Linked DNA regions of Zea mays: regions 1 and 3 are each linked to region 2. The links are chromatin contacts, called in public Hi-C maps. All regions are on one chromosome and are shown on one strand. The core of a region is the stretch at or near the end of the contact, and the rest is flanking DNA. Distances in the headings are between cores, read along the strand shown.

The links. A called contact is a pair of places that touch in the nucleus more often than the background predicts.
Region 1: a Hi-C map of leaf shows a contact between it and region 2, with 6 times the contacts expected there. The contact joins the promoter of LOC103644520 here to the promoter of LOC100273765 in region 2. A contact is called at or near these places in 2 of 25 Hi-C or Micro-C datasets (ear and leaf).
Region 3: a contact with region 2 is called in a Hi-C map of ear, with 2.0 times the contacts expected there. The contact joins the promoter of LOC103632918 here to the promoter of LOC100273765 in region 2. A contact is called at or near these places in 2 of 25 Hi-C or Micro-C datasets (bundle sheath and ear).

Annotation. Positions count from the first base shown.
Region 1 is chr1:28,319,921-28,322,923 of Zm-B73-REFERENCE-NAM-5.0, forward strand. LOC103644520 (probable UDP-3-O-acyl-N-acetylglucosamine deacetylase 1, mitochondrial) reads left to right here and starts at 1,480. Exons shown (of 7, transcript XM_020545639.3): 1 at 1,480-1,679; 2 at 1,751-2,062; 3 at 2,178-2,384. The coding sequence starts at 1,617. It also overlaps the pseudogene LOC103644519.
Region 2 is chr1:27,854,099-27,857,291 of Zm-B73-REFERENCE-NAM-5.0, forward strand. LOC100273765 reads left to right here and starts at 1,686. Exons shown (of 5, transcript NM_001148170.1): 1 at 1,686-1,942; 2 at 2,040-2,089; 3 at 2,191-2,296; 4 at 2,382-2,440. The coding sequence starts at 1,808. LOC100382193 reads left to right here. Exons shown (of 11, transcript NR_159445.1): 11 at 881-1,495.
Region 3 is chr1:28,144,212-28,147,474 of Zm-B73-REFERENCE-NAM-5.0, forward strand. LOC103632918 (nuclear pore complex protein NUP155) reads left to right here and starts at 1,259. Exons shown (of 14, transcript XR_556222.3): 1 at 1,259-1,594; 2 at 2,722-2,891.

The DNA.
Region 1 (3,003 bases), core at 230-2,729, 470 kb after region 2:
TCAAAAGACATGAAAAGTGTTGCACAAAATAGCGGTGTTCGTATCGATGCTTTTGACCTACATGGACAGAAGACCACATATTTTGGATTCATAGAGGAAATATGAGAACTTGATTATGGCCCAAGCATGAAAATACCCTTGTTTAAGTGCCAATGGGTACAACATCCCGTGGGGGTGATAGTGGATAACTACGGACTCACACTGGTAGACTTAAAGAAAGTAGGATATAAAGATGACCCGTGGGTTCTCGCCGAATGTGTTGCACAAGTGTTCTATGTACTCGATCCAGCAGATGAGAAGATGCATGTAGTTATTTCTGGAAAGCAAAAAATTGTTGGAGTTGAGAATGTGGGAGACCAAGATGAGGAATACAATAAGTATGAAGAGATGTTCGTCTTTAACGGTCCAGAGAGAATCAAGCGTGTGGAAAAGAAAATTGATAAGAACTTAAAGCCATACATGCGGAAAAATGATAGTTCATGAAAAATTGTATGAATCAAATTGTATTTGTTATCATGTATGATCGACTATGAATTGTGGTTGCCAATTAATTTAAAATCTCTCTAGTTATCTATGTGTGCTATTATAATTCATTTAAATTGTATTTGCATATTATTGTTAAAAATTAAATATTAATTCATTTAAATTGTATTTGCATATTTCTGTTAAAAATTAAAATTATTTTCATATTTAAATTGTATTTTCATATTTTTACAATCACATGCGGTTTTGTCTTAGGGTCCGCTTGTGAAAAGGATAGAGCATTACAGGCGGTCCTAAACAAAAACCGCTTATGATACTATTACATCACAGGTGTACTAAACCGCCTGGGACATCACAAGCGGTTTTCTAACCAAACCGCCTGTGATGTAAAAATCCTACCGCTTGTATAGAGCCAAATTGTACTAGTGTGAGGTCTACGACGGCACCGGCCCTTCTCTCCTCCCCGTCGACGCGTACGACCGTGATGTGCAATATATATCCACTAATCCCGCTAGCTGTTCCTAGCTTAATTTGTTTTCACTAGTTGTGGTGGTGGTGTGTGCTTTTGGTGCACGTGTACTCCTTGTATTTCCAAAGAAAAGTGAACGTGTGTGGTTTTCATGATGATGATAATGGGCAAGACGGGTGACGAGAAGGCAGAGCGGCAGAAGCAGTTGTTTGCCGCGGCGGAGACCCTGGAGGGAGCAGTGGAGGAGTGCTCCAAGGGGAGACCCAGACCCTTCTTCGGCGCGACAGCGTCGGGTACGTGGACATAGCGTGGGTGCAGACTGCAGACGAGGGACCTGTAGTGTTGTCTGGTTTTGAGCATTTCGACGCCGACAAGACCCTGCTCCTGGCCGCGTGGATGGAGCGCCAATAACGGGCACCAAGCTCGGCCACGTCGGCACTATGTCAACCTTTTGGATTTCAGATTCGGAATAGTTCCATACAGACCAGGGTTCCGGCTTTTAAGCCAACCACACACGCCCGACATCCAGGACCCACATTACAAAAATACGCTTTTCTCACACACAAACGCCCCACGCTCGGCTGAGCACTTTCCCGCCGTCTTCAGACCGTCACACCCTCGGTCGTGACAGGTTTCTGCCTCCACTGCCTTCCCCACCGCCGCCATGCCCTCCTCCGCCGCCCGGGCCCTCACATCCGTCTCCCGCGCAGCCTTCTCCTGGAAGCCGGTAAGTCAGCGATGCTCTAGTGTTTAAAAGCAATAGTCTGAATCTCTGGCAGACTAACCCTCCTCTGCCAGACGGGGCGGCCGCAGCAAACGCTGGCGGCGGCGGTGAGCAGGTCGGGCGTGGGGCTCCACTCGGGAGCGCGCGTCACCGCCACGCTGTTTCCGACGCAAGCTGGAGAGGGTAGGTATTTCCTCGTGGAGGGTGATGAGGAGGCGAGGGTAGCGGCAGAGGTGGGGAACGCCGAGCCACTGTCGCAGCTCTGCACGACGCTTCGTCGGGGCGAAGGCGCCCACACGCGGGTCCGGACGGTGGAACACCTTCTTTCGGCGATGGAGGCGCTTGGCGTCGACAACTGCCGTATCGAGGTTAGCGGCGGGGATGAGGTGCGTGGATGTCTGCTCATTTCCCACCTTGTCTTAGTTCCCTATTTTCAATGTGGGAAGGTGTAGAGTTATCGTTGTATTTTCCATTTATGTGAAAGTGATTAAGCAATGCCAGATTCCTTTGCTTGATGGATCAGCGCAAGAGTGGGTAGAGGCAGTACAAGGCGTTGGCTTGTGTGCGGCAGAGGATGCCAATGGGGAAAAGTTGGATAAACTGGCGCCTGAAATTCAGGAGCCTGTTTACCTACGGAAACACGATTGCTTTATAGCTGCATTCCCTAGCCCACAAATCCACATAACCTGTGGCATTGATTTCCCAAAGGTATATTCATCTCTTCCCTTTGAAATCAGAAAAAGGCTAGTTCATTATGGATATGAAACCGAATCATGTCTTATGACCGATAAAAATATCAATAACATTAAACCATTATATGGAACACACAAAGTGAGTGGGTTCTTAATGTTATAAATAACTCGTCTGGGGAGAGAAAGACGGTCCTCCCAGTATTATATTAAGAAGAGACCAAAACATGGTCCCGGACTCCTCCCGTCCGAGAAAATCCCCAAACCCTGGCCCCTCATCACTAGCGGACTGTCACCGCCCACTCTGCAACGATCGAGCCAGAGGGTGGCGCGCAGGACTTAACTCGGGAGTGGACGGGGCACAACGAGGGGATTTTTTTAACCAAGCCCGAAATTAGTCCCCGAGGGGGATCGAACCCGAGACCTGAAGGTGCTACTCAGAAGCTTTAACCATTACGCTAGAGACCCTTTCGCTAATATTATAAATAACACAAATAAAAACCAGCAGTAGTGATCATAGAAGAAAACCGCTGAAACCAAGTTTGAGGAGCTTGCTTGAGACCATAGAGAGTGGCAAAAACGACAAACCAATATCCTCACGAATAGAATACCCACGAGGTGGCTACATACACACCTCC
Region 2 (3,193 bases), core at 436-2,935:
GATGTTAGCCATAGAATCAAAGCGGGATGGATGAAATGACGTCAAACATCGGGAGTCCTATGTCATAAGAGAGTGTTACAGAAGTTGAAAGGCAAGTTCTACAGGTTAGCGATTAGGCCTGCTATGTTATATGGGGCTTAGTGTTGGCCGACTAAGAGACGACATCCAACAACTAAGTGTCGTAGAGATACGTATATTGCGTTGGATATGTGGGCACACAAGATTGGACTGAGTGAGAAACGATGACATACACGATCGGCTAGGAGTAGCGCCAATTGAAGAAAAGCTTATTCAACATCGGTTGAGATGGTTTGGGCATGTCCACCGGAGACCCCTAGAGACACCGGTGCACAGAGTCATCATAAGACGGGACAATAATAAGAAGAGGTAGAGGTCGACCAAACTTGACATGGGAGGAGGCAATCAAAAGAGACTTGAAGAAATGGAATATTCCAATTGATCGGTGTTTGGATAGAAGTGCTTGGAAAGAAGCTATCCATGTGCCCGAACCGTGATTAGACATTTTTCCTTTTAGTGCTCTCAATGGCTTTTTCCTTTCCCTTTATCTCTCTTTCTCTTTTTGGTGACATCTTGTTGGATTTCCACTCTAGCCTACCCCAACTTGCTTGGGACTAAAAGACTATGTTGATGTATTGATCTGCCAAGCTAGTTGTTTTAGTACCTAGTGCATGACGAAAAGGGCAGGCTTGGCGCTCTTGGAATCTCTAATTGCTTTTTTCTTGGAAAAAAATGCTATCTAAAGGCAATGCCATATGTATATGTGGTTCAGATGCCTAGCTTATCTACATTGCTCTCATTCTGTAAAGCTTGAATTTACTTTTGATAAGGCCATTTAATAATTCTATTCATTACATTCTAGGGATGATAAAGGTGATAAAAGATTTGCTTCAATCAGTGTGCAACCTATTATCCCAGGATGGAATTCTTGCCGAGGAACTGATACGGCTGTCCCCTTGCTATTAAAAGGATTCCTCATGACCGCAATATTCTTATTTGTAATCAGAAGTAAACTCAGGTACACTGGGAAGCGCATTGACCGTCCAACTCAAGCTGAAATACCTGTTGAGCCAGAGTGAATTTCTGTCGTCTTCATTTCTGAACGTTTGCGACATCACAGTTTTGATGATGATCATAAATACGTAACTTTGCCGCGCAAAGCTTCGTCCTGGGAAAAGAATCCGGCTTTGCTTGCAGTGTATGGTATCCAGACGCAGCAGTACAGGTTAACAGAATATGGGTTGCTTCTCATTAGTCATTTCTTGATTCATTATTCCAATATGTAGAAGACACCTGCAGCAATTCCGAGTTTTGACGAAAGCCACATGAAAGACATGAAGAAACATGGCCGTAGGCTAATGTACACTGTATGTATCTTGTCTGCACAAAGTTTTGTAACCATCCCGGCTTGATATCGTTTAACGATTTTGTTGCAACATAATTCATAAGCACTGAATTTATGCAAACAACAGTTCTGACGCGAGACGAATTGGAATAATCACAATTCACAAACACAACAATGCTCCTATTCACAAAAAAAATGCTCCTATCCATACAGTTCAAATGCCTCTGTCATGTTCAAATGGAAACGATTCGTTTCGCTTTGAGACGAAGCAGTTCAAATGCCTCTGCCGTGTTCAAATGAAAACGATTCATTTCGCTTTGAGACGAAGTAGTTCAAATGCCTCTGCCATGTTCGATCGATTTCCAGACCGAGACAAGCGCCGCAGCCCGCAGCAGAAGGCTCGCGACATCAGCTCGAGCCAGCTGACGGGATCCACACGGTGCCATGTCTTCCCGGCGGCCGTCGCATCCGTCCCACCGGAATCCACGGCGATTCCCGTCCGCCTGCTATCTTCTAGTACTCACCCTTGCCCTCCTCGTCGTCTCCGCCGCCGCCAAGTCCTCCCGCCGCCCCATCTCCGTACGTCTCCCCGCCTGACCCGACCCTGCCATCTCTCCTCCGCCCGCCTCTCTAGTCTCTATCCATCCCATCGCGCTTACCGAACTCCGTGGCGCAGGACAACGAGATCCGGCAGAAGAAGGAGGCCTGCTACACCGACGTCGAGAAGTACGTGTTAGTATGATGTGTTCTCTACTATTCAGTGGAACGCATCTGACGCGATGTTTCTGAGTTCTGACGGTGGTTTGTTTCTCTCGGCCGTGCCGTAGCGGGCTGTGGGGATGGGTGTGCAGGTACTCGCCGACGGAGAAGGAGAACTGCGTGCTGCGCTGCCTCTCGCCGGAGTGCTACGACCTCATATACGGCGGGGATCCGGTGAGTGGTGGCATCAGGATGTGGGGTTTCAGCAGCTGCGATATACTTGGTTTACTGATTTTTTTTGCTTGGCTGCCTTGTGTAGCTTGAGGAAGGGGAGTTGGACTATGTTCGAAGCCAGGAGTACAAGTATTGTATGCACAAGTAAGAATGACCAGAACATATCGAACATGTTCGTTTGGGGTTTCAAATGTTGAATTGGGCTGCTTTGTGTTGAAGATTGAAGGATCATATTGTCGTTAAGGTTGTCAAGTCGTAGATTATAAGTTGGGTTGGAGTCTACATAAGATCTCAATCATACGATCTTGATCTTAAACATACGAATCATAAAATGTGATACTATTGTTGACTGGAATTATAGAATCAGGCCCTTGATCAAGATAGTAAATGTGAAAATGCGTAAGACAGAAACATAGGTATTGACATGCATTACTGTGGGTGCATATGTAAATGAAGGGAAATGATAGTGATACTATGTCTCCCATGGTTGATTAGCTCTCTAAACATTCAATAAAACCACATGACTAGGAAGAGAACTGAAGTATTGAGTGATCAGGAACAAGTAGGAATGTTCAGACCCAAGGATATGTTCATTTCTCATACAACTGTGCTTTTTAATAGTCTTCATTTACTAATTTTATCATAACTATCTGTAAATCTTAGTAGGTGCTATGAGCAAATTAAAAAAATAAAGTAGATTATAACTCATCTGACTCAATTTTGTTTACCGTATTCTATCTAGCAACTATGGTGTCTAAAGGGGTAAATAGCGTGTAGGTAGGTGAGCTGTTATGGTCGTTAGATCAGTGAGAGATTGGAGAGGGGTATCGATGGGCAGGAACGTCGGCCGGGGGCCTCTGCCCACGGCCGAGCAAGAGGAGGCTTTCTCCCTTCTAA
Region 3 (3,263 bases), core at 9-2,508, 290 kb after region 2:
ACTCTCTCACAAAAATCCTGCTGCCCCGTGCACATGCGCGTGGCATAAATCATATAAAGGAAAAAAGCAAAAAAAAAAGGTAAAAAGGGAGCATAAGGATGGAGGCACGAACCCACTATCCTCTATCTTCAAGAATTCAATATCTACCACCAAAAACAAGTGTTATTTTGGCGCTATTTGGAAGAGCCTCACTTTAAAAATTTCAGGTCTATTCTAGCTTATTTATCCAAATAGGTCTAGCTTCATGAGCCCTAGTTTTTTAAAAAAAACTAAAACTAGAGGTTAGCTTCATGAAATTTTCGAAGCTCTTTAGAGGGCTTCAAAATAACTTTTTCATACCTCTTCGTAGAGTTGCACAAAAATTATCTACCATACCATTGGTTATATGACCTACCGATTTAGTCTCTTTCTCTAGCCGCTAATAATTAAGGGTAATTAAAAAAACTAACACAAATTAATTATATTACAGAAGCTAGAGTCTATGTACAAACCAATCTATCGAAGTTGTTTCATGGTGAAGCTGGAAAACTAAAGCTGCAATTCTTGAAACGAAGCCTCCCAAACAAAGCCTTTATGTTTGTAAAGGATAGTCATATTAAATATACATACACTATTTTTGGGAAATAAAAATATAATCATATTTAAATAAATATCTCATTTAAATAATATCCATCTATATAATATATAAAATCGTAGCAATGCACACGTAACTGAGTATAAAGATAATGAGAATAGAAATATTAGAAGTTATTGGAAACGGTCTTAGCCCATTCCCCTTCCCAGGATATGTGGCGTTTTTACGTTATAGTCGGCATAAGGAAAAAAACGATTTGAATAAAGCCCTGCTTGATCCATTCCGGTTTCTTAAAAACTGGTTACTACATTTAGTTTATAAAAATTGGCTTTCAGAAAAAAAGCGAATAAAAATGTTTAGATCCACTAGTTTTTTTTTTAAAATTCCTTTATAGTTTTTTCATAAATAATGACTAATCATAAAAAAAACTGATTTTAGCTGGGTACTAATTTCTTGGTTTTTAAGAAACGAGAAAACTAGTTTTTTTAGAAAATGAATAAAAAATTGATCTATTTGGAGGCTTTTTAGTTCTAGCTTTTAAAAAATAGTTTCTAAGGTTGTTTTTGGATCATGTAAAATAGGAGAAGCAGAATTGTAACTAATATTGTTTGTAGAAAGAAGTTTAAAATAAGAAATGAGATATGAGATAGAATAGAGAATCAAACAGCCAAGTCAAGTGAAATGACTTCGGGTCCAACCTGCAAAACCGGAACCCGCCCACAAAAATGTGAATCAAAAATCAACCGAACTTGCCAGCCCCGCCGCCCCTCCCTGCCTCCATCGCGCACTAGGGTTTTTCCTCGCTCTCACGTTCGGCCGTTCCCCACCACTTGCGCGTTGTGCCGCGACGCTCCGGCCATGGCGTGGGGGGAGGACGAGGCCATCGGTCCCGACGTGGCCTCGGCGGGTCTTCACGTCTCGGAGCGGATCGGCCGCGACGCCGCCGCGCAGCCCGACCTGGAGGAGGCCCTTGAAGCCTCGCGCTACGCGTCCCACCCCTACTCCTCGCACCCCAAGGAGGCAAGCCCTGCGCGACCTGTGGTCAGCTGCGTGTGTACTGATAGACGCGCACGCTTGAGTTGTTGATGTGTCAGTGTCCGGTTTGGGCGAATGTTACCGTTGTATTCAGGGTTCCTGCAGTTGTCCTGGGGGATTCGTGTCATTGTTTTTCCCAGTAGAATGGGGGTGACGAGGAATCGAAAGATGAAGGTGGAGGAAAACATGGCGAGCAGTGATTTCATCTGATTATTTCTGGTGTTTTTTTTTGGTTGCTTCAGACCTGCAGTAGAAGTTCGGACTTTCGGTTCATATATTGCATTGTAGTATGAGTAGTTTTGGGTCAAATTTTGGGAGTGAGACTCCATGACAGAAGTACTATATGTCACACGGGAGCAATTTACAATTGTGTGTCATACACATGACATGATTCCCTGGCAGGATGTGAATCCTGATTCTGACATTAGAAAACGGTGAAAGAGTTTTTGGTCCTTTAAGTTACGCTGAAACTTGGAAATTGAGGCAAACACGTGGAAATTAGCATAAACCGAAGGACACTAGTTTTTGCAAAAAAGAAAAAAAAAGAAAAAAAGGGGAGGTCCCTATTTGAAACTGGCTACTGGCAAGCTCAACCTTGGCTTATATGAGATCAGCAGTGACGAACAGCTTTTCGGATTGCTGACATCATTCATTCAAGGGACATATTCTTGTATGTATTGGTAATTGAATTGAGGAGGTAGGAACTGGACATTCTGTTTGCTTTGTTTGGTTGAGCATGGTTTATAGACTACTGGTCAGTTTTCACACTTTTAAAGTAGATAGTTGTCTTTGGTTTTGCTTTGCATTTTCTGTTTGCTGGATTTATTAAATGTTTCATGTTTTAGCTCTTATGCTGCTAGGATGAAACACCGCAAACACATTGGTACATGTTGGAACTCTTTGTTTTGAATGCTGGAAAGGTTTCTTCAGAAGTTTTAATGACATTGAACACGATGATCATGCAGGTCTCAGAAATGCTTTGCTGGACCAACCCTTCTCTAACATACCATGTGTTTGTTCTAAGTTTTATTTGAATTTAATAATGAAGTTGTTCTACTAATATTTTGAAAATGCACTTTTATGTTCTCTTAATACATATTTTGTCTTGGCAGTGGCCTCCTTTGGTAGAAGTTGCAGAAACTCGTCAACTCCCTCCTATGTTGATTGAAAGATATAACACAGCTGCCGGTGAAGGAACAGCTCTTTGCGGGATTTTTTCTGACATACATCGGGCCTGGGCAACAGTTGACAATTCATTTTTCATCTGGCGATTTGATAAATGGTAAATCACTAATATTTGTTTCTTTTTATTTGTTACATGAGTGATTGGTCTTAAACAGTTAAAAGGGAACACCCTTTATAATGGACATGATTTTTACTTAGTACTCAGATTTATCTCGTTCTCAATTTGTCGTTCTGTGGGTGTTTTAGTTTGTCACAGGGCTGTTGTTTTGTAAATTTCTTTACACAAGATTCCATTGCTATTCCCATCCATGGTCTATTTTTATATTTGTTTTGAGCCAAATGATTGTATGGTATATAATGTGCTAATTTTGAACTTTTGGCCACTGTGTTAAAATTACTTGTCAAACTGTACATCGAGAAACTTTTTATGGTGCATGGAAGCAGTGGTGGCCTCAGCGGAATAAAGTTG